Linked DNA regions of Mus musculus: all the other regions are linked to region 2. A link is a contact called in public HiChIP or PLAC-seq and promoter capture Hi-C data. All regions are on one chromosome and are shown on one strand. The core of a region is the stretch at or near the end of the contact, and the rest is flanking DNA. Distances in the headings are between cores, read along the strand shown. Region 1 holds the start of Usp37 (ubiquitin specific peptidase 37). Region 2 holds the start of Smarcal1 (SWI/SNF related matrix associated, actin dependent regulator of chromatin, subfamily a-like 1). Region 3 holds the start of Pnkd (paroxysmal nonkinesiogenic dyskinesia).

What was found. Promoter capture Hi-C pulls out the DNA fragments that hold promoters and counts their contacts. HiChIP or PLAC-seq counts read pairs in DNA pulled down with a chosen protein or histone mark.
Region 1: an HNF4G HiChIP or PLAC-seq map of pancreatic cancer cells shows a contact between it and region 2. The contact joins the promoter of Usp37 here to the promoter of Smarcal1 in region 2. A contact is called at or near these places in 2 of 39 promoter capture datasets (liver and pre-B cells), 1 of 484 Hi-C or Micro-C datasets (pre-B cells) and 1 of 115 datasets of contacts at active chromatin or transcription factors (pancreatic cancer cells).
Region 3: a contact with region 2 is called in a promoter capture Hi-C map of pre-B cells. The contact joins the promoter of Pnkd here to the promoter of Smarcal1 in region 2. A contact is called at or near these places in 2 of 39 promoter capture datasets (liver and pre-B cells) and 1 of 9 other capture datasets (adipose tissue).

What each region holds. Positions count from the first base shown.
Region 1 is chr1:74,503,908-74,507,276 of GRCm38.p6, reverse strand. It overlaps Usp37 (ubiquitin specific peptidase 37), which reads left to right and starts at 1,456. Exons shown (of 24, transcript NM_001310662.1): 1 at 1,456-1,617. Cnot9 (CCR4-NOT transcription complex, subunit 9) reads right to left here and starts at 1,217. Exons shown (of 8, transcript NM_021383.5): 1 at 816-1,217. The coding sequence starts at 839.
Region 2 is chr1:72,581,789-72,585,153 of GRCm38.p6, reverse strand. Smarcal1 (SWI/SNF related matrix associated, actin dependent regulator of chromatin, subfamily a-like 1) reads right to left here and starts at 1,903. Exons shown (of 17, transcript NM_018817.2): 1 at 1,716-1,903.
Region 3 is chr1:74,283,143-74,286,540 of GRCm38.p6, reverse strand. Pnkd (paroxysmal nonkinesiogenic dyskinesia) reads right to left here and starts at 1,507. Exons shown (of 10, transcript NM_001039509.1): 1 at 1,404-1,507; 2 at 531-699. The coding sequence starts at 1,470. It overlaps Aamp (angio-associated migratory protein), which reads left to right and starts at 1,803. Exons shown (of 11, transcript NM_146110.3): 1 at 1,803-2,038; 2 at 2,500-2,655; 3 at 3,328-3,398. The coding sequence starts at 1,918.

The DNA.
Region 1 (3,369 bases), core at 207-2,706, 1.9 Mb before region 2:
GTAATTAAACCGTGGGATCGGTGCTCTATATGAGAAAATGTTGGGGTTACAAGCTACTATGAATATGGTCGGAAAAAGTCACTCTGAGGTAAACTTGTGTGTATGTATGGAGGCAGAGTCCTAAGAAAGACATTCCAGGTAGAGAATATGTAACAGAAAAGTTCATATACTTCTTGGTCGGAGCTTAGGGAGCAAGTGACAAAAACCAAGCCCATAAACGTGACTAAGGACCACATCATACAGGGCTTGTAGGCCAGGGAAGGAGTCTACTTTCTCTAAATTTAACCGAAAGCCATAGTACGACTCTAGGGAGGTATAATACATGATTTGCTTTTCTTGTTAAAAGATAAAACGCGAGGCGTGAGGAAGTCTTTCCTCATGCAAAAAGCAAGTGGCTTGAGCTAGAAGCCCATTTCCGAACCACTGAGATGTGCCTAGGCGAGGAAGTCTAGGATCACGGGACCAGAGCGAATGGCCGTGGCAGTATCCTCATCCCCGCCGACGCCCAGCATTCACAACCCGCGTCCAGATAAACTGACGCCAGGCGCAAAGGAATCAATGAATGGCCTGCTGGGGCAGCGCGGGGCGCGGGACCAGGCCTTGGCGCTGGCAAACAACGCGAGAGGCCGCGCGCCAGGCCAGGAGAGGGGGCGGGAGGGGATGAGAGGGAACAGCGGGGGTCCGGCTCCGCCACGGTCGGCGTGTGGAGACCCCCAGACCTTGCGACTAGGGGCAGGAGCAGCTGGACTCAGGGCCCGGATCTGGGAGCTAGAAAACAGGCTGAGACGGACATCCGAGCGGGAGCAACCACTCACCGCTGCCGTTGCCAGGCTGTGCATGTTTGGAGCGGCCGCCGCACTCCTCCTCCCGCCGGACGCACCGGACCCGCGTCCCAGCTTCAGCGGCTCTGATGCCCAAGATGAAGTGCCGCCATCCGCCTCCGCCTCGCTCCGCCCCCTTCGCGGGCCTTTGACCTCTCACCTCTGACCCTCCGCCCACCCAGCCCTTTCCCGCCTCCCGGACCTCGGCCTAGCAAATAATCTCAAAGTATGTTCTTTGAACCTTCAGATTCGGGATCAAAATGACGTCTGCAAACTACTGGCCCTCGTATCCCCACAGCATCGCAGGTAAATCCTTTGAGAGACGTGAACTCTGACTTTCTCCCGAAGGCCAGACAAGGGCGGGAAAAGGCCAGCAGGCTTGGAAGGACACGAATTGCGCATGCTCAAGCGGTTGCGCGTGAGGAAAATGGTAGGAGGGCCAAAGTTGGTAAAGTGGACGGTGCGCATGTGTATTACAGTGTCGTCACGGCGGGGGCGGGGCCGCCCGGGTTAGGGGCTGGGCATGGTGAGGGGCAGAGCGAATGCTTGAGGGGCGGGACTTGCGCGCTTACGCGCACGCGCCTGGACTGGTTGCGTCGAGAGTGCGTGCGTCCGTACGTGTTTGCGTGTAGTCATAGTTCCCGCCATCAGCGGGTTTAGGTGTGCTAGGAGAGAGACCGGCCTCGCTCTCTGGGGCTAGTAGAGCCCCTTCCTTCCGAGCCTTTCGGCTCCACCCCCTCCGCGGGAACTTTGTGCTTCCGGCAAGCTTGTCCGGAGCTGGGACCCTCTAGCGCAGGTAAGACGAGCCGGGACAGCTTCTGAATTGAGCCGTTTTCCCCGGCACCCCCACCCCACCCCTGCGGTCCGCCCACTCGGCGTCCACTTCAGAGTTCTCCCGGCTGCTGCTTAGCCCGCCCCGGGTCCTTGGATACCCAATGCCTTACAGGTGCCCCGTTCGAGTGTTGCCCCCTTTACTTCTCCTTTAACGCGTCCGTGTTGTCACTTGCTTTCTGCATTCTAAATCTGGCCTCTCTTCACCAAGGTTCAGGTGGTCTCAGCGTACCTCCCTGCAAGGCCTGCTGTCTTTACAGGTGACTTTGTTGCCACATATCCATTAAAACCTTGACTGCGATATTCACACGCCCGCTTGACCATTCTTTACTTTCCTACTCCTCTTAGACATTACTCGCTGAAAGGGAGTGTAATTTTTGTCGTGCCTTTGGTTGCTACCCATATCTAGCCAGGACACTGACGGTGTCTATTGAACCAATTTTAAATCAAAATCTGGAGAAAAATAAAAAGGTAATAAAGTTCCGTGTCGTTGGAGAGTTGTACTGTAGTGTTTTTCAGATATTCCTTTGGCGAGTTAACAGTACCTGATGAGTCTATAGTTGAAAGAACTAATCTAAGAGGGAATGTTAAGGGGGCATTTTGGTTTATTGTGTTAAGTATTAGAGGAGGCTTCTGGGCCAGACAGATAGGCTCTAGTGTGTTTGTATGATGTTTGTCATTTGTCATGTTAATATTTGGGTGAATATTCAAAAGAATAGTGTTGCATACTGGCAAAAGGAAAAGGAGGGACTGAAGACCCAAGGACAGATGTAATCAGTTGGTAAGAAATTTTGTCAGGGTAAATGATTTGGTTTTGGACTGGGGTTCTCCCCTGTTGTACTTCCATTTCTCTCTAAGCTTTAAATTCTGCTATATGTTGATAACTTGAGATTTTCTTATTTTCAGCTCCATATTCAAATAGCCAACTGTCTGCTTAACATCTCAGCTTGATTTTTTCTCCCCTTAGGAATTTCAAATATGATACCTTTAAAAACTGGAGTCAATCTGTCTCTTGTACCCAAATTCTCTCCTTTCCAGTGTCCACTACACCACAAGCGGCATGCATGTCCATTTTGATGACACATAGCCATTTGTTCAGTGACACTGGGTAGAAGCTTGAGAAGCAGTCTTGATTTCTTCATCCTATGTGTTCATATCCTTTCCAAGTTCTGTTTTACTTCTAATATATGTTTTGCATTTATTTCTGACCTTCTTCACTTTGACTTTTCTAATTCAAACCACAGTTCTTTTTCATAGGGACTTGATCTCCCTTATTCCTATTCTCACCTGTAGAATAGGAGTAAGAGTTCTTAGCTTACCTGGGTAATGGGAGGCAGGGGCAGATGGATCTCCGAGTTCAAGACCAGCTTGGACTACAGAGTGAGTTCCAGGATAGCTGGGGTTGGGGGGGTGGCGGTACACAGAAAAACCCGTCTCTAAAAACAAATAAACAAAAGTTCTCACCTTAGTGGATTATTATGAGTGCTATAAACTCCCTAAAGTATTGACACTCAGAATCTGTCAAGTAAGAATTATTATTGTAATTATGAGTTAAAAACACTACTTTCTTATCTGATCTCCCTGGGTTTTGTTTTGTTTTGTTTTTCTTGTTTTCTCTTCTTCCCAAACTCAACACTATCCATTCATTCAAATAACGTATACTTTCTTTGCTTGAAACCCTTCAGTGGCTTTCTCATTGCCAAGGTGCTCATTACTT
Region 2 (3,365 bases), core at 654-3,153:
GCCTTCCATCCTCACTACATTTCTGTTGAATCTGCAGGTGACCAAATGCAAGCTAGAGCAGCTGGTCCTAGAGCCTGACTTCCAACATGCAAGAGCAAAATGACTCTTGGAAAAATAAGGGGACAAAGGGGAGAACTGGGGACAAGGGTCACTGTGCCAAATTCAGACAGAAGACATAAAGGGTTAAGTTCAACTCAACCAACACACATCACCACCACTCAGAGCACAGCATAGTTCTGAACTTTTCTTGCCACATATTTGGAAAACACAGGTATTCATTACAGCGTAAGATCATACATTTATTCTGTACTGTGATTTCATTTACCCTAGACATTTTCCTATAGGCTGAACCAGTTTTACAATGCTCTAGATGCAGGGGCCTGAACACCAAATTCTCTGGCTGGGTCTGACTTAAGCCTTACCCAAATAGCACTACCTTATAATGTTACAGGATAGTTGAACTTGAGTTTCTAGTTAGGGTTTGGCCCAGCCCTTGACACATTCCCTCTGGCTGGAATACAGATATGCCTTTAGTACTCACCTTTGACTCCAAAACAATGAAGGTAAAGTTAGTTTGTAGGAGAAAGCACCCATGTTGAAAACGATGTCTAATTGAGTGGCAGACAAAGTGACGAGAATCAGAAAGATTTGACAGAATAGGATATGCCCAACTCTCATGAGGAACGGGAAGCCACTTAAGGGAGAGACAGACAGTGCAGGAGGAGAGAGTACAGCACAGGATACGGTAGAGTTGAGAGAAAGAGTAGAGCAGCAGAGAGGGAGGCGGAGGCAGTTTTACCGGGAGAGCTTTACAGAGACAGGCTGAAGAAAGAACAGGTCAGACACAGGTAAAGATAGAATGAGCAAGAGAATGAGAAGGAGCCAGAAGATTAGAACCAGATTCCTAGAGTTTGAGACCAAACAGAGCAATTCAGAGGCGGAGAGAAAAGCCAGACTGAATCAGTCAGCTGGGGAAAGAAGTCTGAGCCAGAACAGCTGAGTTGAACCAGCCAGCTAGAGTTCAGAAAAAACACGAAAGGGTGAGTTTATTCAGCAGCAAGTCTCAAGGGGCTGAAAACATTCAAGGCCCAGATCAGAATATAAGGAGGCTAGAAGCTTCCAGGACTAGGCCTAGGTTAGCAGATGGAGGCAGTGAGCCTCCCAGACAACTACAACAGGATAAAAGTTACTTTTATATTATAATGATTGTAACATAGGAAATACTCCAGTAGCACCGCCAGCCGTCAAAGAAAGCTCTAGACTCTTGACTTCAGAGGGTTTACATTTTAATCCTTGCTAAGACTCCCTTTAGACAAAGCACCCCAAAACATCTCCTCTCACAGATGTTACACTCAAGCCTGCCAGCCAGCAGCAATGAAAACTCTCAGCCTTGTATTCAACTAGGGTTATACCTACCAAGGCCTAGTATGCTGACTGACCCAGTTGGGGAGATGAGACCACGGAATGAGAGGTCCAACTAATAAACCATAAACCACAAATGCACACCACCACATAGACATTCCTCTTTGCTGAGACCTGGGCTTCCCTTCCCTTCCTGTGCACATCCTGGGTGCCTGAGAAAAGGGGACGCCCCGCCCCACTTTGCCTCTAGCATTTCCACTTGGATCTTCCCGTCCCCACTGCTCCCTCCTCTTGCCGTATTTGGTCTCGTCCGTCTCCAATGCTGCTACCTCCTTCGCAGCCCACTTTCTTACCTAGCGAGGCCAGTAAGGTGAGGCACCTTAGCAGAACAGCCCTAGACCAGGAGCGTCTTTCAGAGCCTTGCCTAGGCAGTTTTCGCTTCTGGTTGGACTGTTAGAGGAACTAGAATTCAAGCGCTACAATTTCACCCATCTTGGAGCGGGCCATTGGCATTTGAATGGCTCGGCCACCGTCGAACTACATTTCCCAACAGCCAGTACGGCCGCAGATCCCGGTCATAAATTGTGGGTGATAGTACACTTGGTGTAGGGCCTTCTGGGGTTTGTAGTTTGAATCGGAAAGCCTGCCCATTGGAGGTTGGTGAATTTGAGAGGCGTAACGTTGTGGGCGGGTCAAGGTGTGGTGCACCCTGGGAGTTGTAGCTCTCAGTTTCTCCAAACATTTAATCAGGCGTAAGGAAGGCTGAGCGTTCAGTGTCAGGGGTGTCTCCAGACATGTCAGACAGCCAGATTGATTTGATACTTAATAAAGATTTTCCTGGCACACCCGTTTCTAATAGTGCCGTCCTTATAAGCCCCAGCCGCTGCTGAGTATCTGCTTTCCTAGACCAAAGAGGAATTGAAATTTTTAGAGCCTCCATCAGTCAGCGTGCTGATCATTAATAGGAACTTAAGTTAATCCGAACTACAACCTATGAAACATAGACAGTAACTCATGTAACCCAGACTTGTCTAAGAACTCACCCTGTACCAGAGGATGTCTTTCCTGCCTCCACCTCCTACAGACTTGCACCATCATAAGATTATTATTATATCTTTTTTTTTTTTTCCTCAAAAGGCAGGATCTTAACATGTATCATTGGCCTAAAACTGACAGAGATCCTTCTCTGGAGTGCGATTAAAGTTGTGCACCACACACCCAGCTCCATTATCCTCATTTTATAAATGAGAAAACGGAACTAGGACTGGTCCACAATTTTCTCCAGGCTGTATTTAGCTACTTTGTTATTCTGATTCCAAAGCCCTCCCATCTATCAGATACTATCAAGGTTACTTGACTCCATTTCTGAGCACAGCATTCTTTCTGTCCTCCAATGGTTGAATATAATATTCTTCTATCATCAGCGTACACGGAAAGGTTGAAACGATTCTGTTTTCAAACAGAGCTCATTGCAAAGAGATAGATCTCTGAATACAGAGTTAATTGGGGAAATGACCAGACATTTAGGGAAATGTGATGTGTTTTTTAATAAGAAGAGACGATGAGGTGGACTGCAGTAAGATATCATGAACACAGGAGCTATCAAAATAGCAGCCCACAACAGGAGGAAGAGGAATGTTGCTAGTGTTGGCTATTCATGCCAACTCAAGGGGCAGGGGAAGGCTTTCAGTGCCTGAACTCTTGTAAAAGTATACTTTGTAAAGGTTATAAACCCTCAAGGCACACAAGTGGCCAGGCTCTGCCCTGCAGATGTCACTAGTGGTTGTACCAGTGTAGCTGGAGAGGGTTCAAGCCCCACCCTACAAGGAAAAAAAAATCCCACCAATCCTTGAGTCCCAGGCCACTCTGGAAATCCCACCCACCCTCTAGAAATCCTATATAAACCCTGCATTCTGCCCAGTCCTTTGCTGCTTCTCACTGGAGCAGAGGCAGCTGCCCTCCTGAGTTCCCACCTTCCAAGAAGTCTATTGTGGCAAGTTTGT
Region 3 (3,398 bases), core at 258-2,757, 1.7 Mb before region 2:
CAATCACAGCTGGGAGCCTCTGTTCCCTCCTTGGAGGGATGGAAATGCAAGGTTTACCTCAGAAAGCTTCAAACGTTATATGGCAAAGTATTGTCATACCTCAGACATTGGATGGAAAAAAATGTTAATTTCCCTTCCTTTTACTTTAGTGAGTGATAATCAGTAATATGTATTAAGGCCAGAATCAGATCCACAGAATTCACAGAAACACGTCTAGCTTCTACACAACGCAATCTGACACTTAATTACTGGGATTGGAATGTGACCCCTGCTCCCAAAGGGAAGGATGAATCCAGTGACTCAAATTCAAATCAGATCAGCTCAATTTGCTCCACAGAAAAGCCACTATCCCCCAATTTTACATATTTTTCCACCCTAGCCCCCCCCCCCCTTCTGAGAGTCCATCCCTTGACTCCAGCAATTTCCTTCCCTTGGATTCAGCTCTCCACCCGCATTTCAGAGAAGTTTCTAGGTCCCCACACCTTTCAATGCACTCCCCACTGGTAGGCAAAGGGAGCAGTTAAACTCACCAGGCTAGCCCCACGGCTTTCATGGGGTTCTTGCCCCTCTTTCTGGGAATGTATTCTAGCTCAGGGGAGAGGGGCTCGGGCTCCTCCTTGCATTCTGGTGAGCTGTGGCTCTGCAGTGCTCTGGTCCTGTTCTGGGAAGCCTTGTTAGCTGTGGCTCCAGAGAGGATCCCTGTGAATGAAAGTATGGCATGTCAGTATGGGAGATGAGGAAGGGGAGTGACTGCAGTCTGGAGTAACAAGTGCAGTGAAGAATCTAAAGAGAAATGGGAAAATCGCCATCGGGTGACACCTTTGGAAGGCTACTTAAACGTCACTGCGGGCTCCTCACCCTGGTGCCAAGGCAGTGAGCTTCGCTGCTGTTCTATTCAGAAGTCAGGCTGGGAAGGACTGCAGAGGAACTCACCGGAGACATACGTATGAAGGAAATCCGGGGAACTGTTTTAAAACTGCAGGACCTTAAGCTATCCTTAAGGATAACTAACTCCATCCCGTCGAAGAGGAAGCTGAAGCCCGAAGACGAGCTGCTTCGCACAAGGTCAAACCGCTAATTACTCAGTGCTAGAACTCAAGCCTCCAGATGCCCAGGGCTCTTTCCTCTGCACTGCGGTGAGTGTGAAACCCCTGGGGCGCGGGAGTCTAAAGGTTTCTTTGGTACCCTCTCTAGCAATAAGACCCTAGACACGCCGCGCAACCTAAACGCAGGAGTTGGACTGGGTGACCTCTAGAGCATCTTTTCACCCCCAGACTCTCTAAGATCTTGCAGAGAGGTGTGGGCAGCAATTGGCATGCTGACTTCCTGCTGTCGCGCTGGGTGGGATATAAAGGAAACGGAATCTTTTAAAACCCTGCCCTCCCGAGGGTCCCTCTCCTTACCCCGGAGGACGCGGGCATTTCTCGCCCCCCGGCCCTTCAGCGCCGTAGCAGCTACCACCGCCGCCATGTTCGGGTCCCACCCCCCTTCACTGCGCTCCCCGTCGGGAATTGTAGTTTGCGTAAGGGGCCTCCCCCGCGCCTTCCGTCCTGCCTACAGAGCAAAAACTACATTTCCCAGAAGTCCGCGTAGCGGGCCCCGGAGAACTACTCCTCCCAGGAGACCCTGGAGGCGCGCACGCTCGCTTGTTTCCCTTCAGCTGGGGGCGGAGTCATGTAAGGTGGAGCTTGGGCTCTCCCGCCACGCCCCGGCCTGGTCATCCTAGTTCTGCCTTATGATTGGCGGCTCTGTTAGTCCACCACTGTCGCCATTGGCCCGGATGCCGTCGCTCTTTCGGCCGGGAGTCACCTACGCCTACTTCCTCCCGGGAGGAGGGGCTCGAGTTCCGCGTCGTCGCGCAGAGCTGACTCTGGGAGGCGTTTGGGCCCAGAGAAGTGGATCGGTAGCTTTCGCCGCATGGAGTCCGAATCGGAGAGCGGAGCGGCCGCTGACACCCCGCCTCTGGAGACTCTGAGCTTTCACGGAGATGAAGAGATCATTGAGGTGGTAGAGCTGGATCCAGGCCCGCCGGACCCGGGTGAGAACTGACGCTCCTGAGGCCACGGGACAAGAGGCGCTCACCCCTGGCCTCTGACCCCTGCTTCTCCCCAGTCCCCCCTCCCCCCTTCCCTACCGGTCGTTCCTACCGACATTTCTCTCCCAGACCTCCTCCCCTACCCCCCACCTTTAGTTTCTAGGCCTGGCTGGGTGGGGGTTCCCTGACGCCTCCCCTAGCCCTTCCCCTCACACACCCCCTTCCCATCATGCCCTCTGTCCTCTCTTCCCACACGGTCGCTGGCCAACACCAGATCTTCAGACCTAGCCTCTCTCCCCCTCCCCGCCCCCCAAGTGCTCTCTTCCTGCTCGGTACGTGTGAGACAACATCTTAACCTTTGGCCACACGACCCACCCTAGCTTCACCTTTTTCATTCTTTAACCCTTACCCCATTCCTTGTATTATCTTTGGAGCTCCATCTTTTAACGCTTCTCTCAAAGCAGATGATCTGGCCCAGGAGATGGAAGACGTGGACTTTGAGGAAGAGGAAGAAGAAGAAGAGGGCAATGACGAGGGCTGGGTCTTGGAACCCCAGGAAGGGGTGGTCGGTAGCATGGAGGGCCCGGATGATAGTGAGGTCACCTTTGCATTGCACTCAGGTAGGCCTTTGAACATCTCAGATCAGTGCAGATGGGCTTTTGAGTATGGCCTGTTGGTCCTAGGCAGCTATTATAAGAGACCAAAGTGAAAGCCACCTACTTTGGCCTGCAGGATATTCAAAGGAAGGGCCATAGGGCACTGGGGTTAAGTGTGACCCCTGGGTTCAAATCCTACCTCTGCTGTTTAGCAGTCTGTCAGCTTTGTTAGCTTTCTGGATCTTGGTATTCTTTAAAATATATATATATATATATATATATATAAAATCTTGTATGAAAGTGAATGGAAGTAACCTAAGTGGAAATTAAAGGTAGTTTACATTCCAGAAGGGGCATTAATAATAATCTCGGATGCCAGCCTCATGAAACTCTCATAACTTAATTCATACCTAGCCTGGTATGGCCTGTCCTGTCAGCTGTGCACCTCAGAGAACGTGGTAAGGGGAACAGCACAGCAGGGGGCTATGCTCCAGAGGAGGTCACAGCTCTGTGGGCTCTGGAAGGGTTTCTCTAACAACCTGAGGCTCCAGACAAGAACTGGATGCAGCTGTCCCAGGAAAGAGCAGCTATGGCTTTGGGGAAAAAGGGAGTGTGCTTCCTGAAGGTTCTGAAAGACAGAGCTCTAGGTGAGAACCCGGTTCCATCCCCATTCTCATGGACTATGTCTTGGGACAGCGTCTGTGTTCTGTGTGAGCCTGGACCCCAAAACCAACACCTTGGCAGTGACAGGGGGCGAAGACGACAAG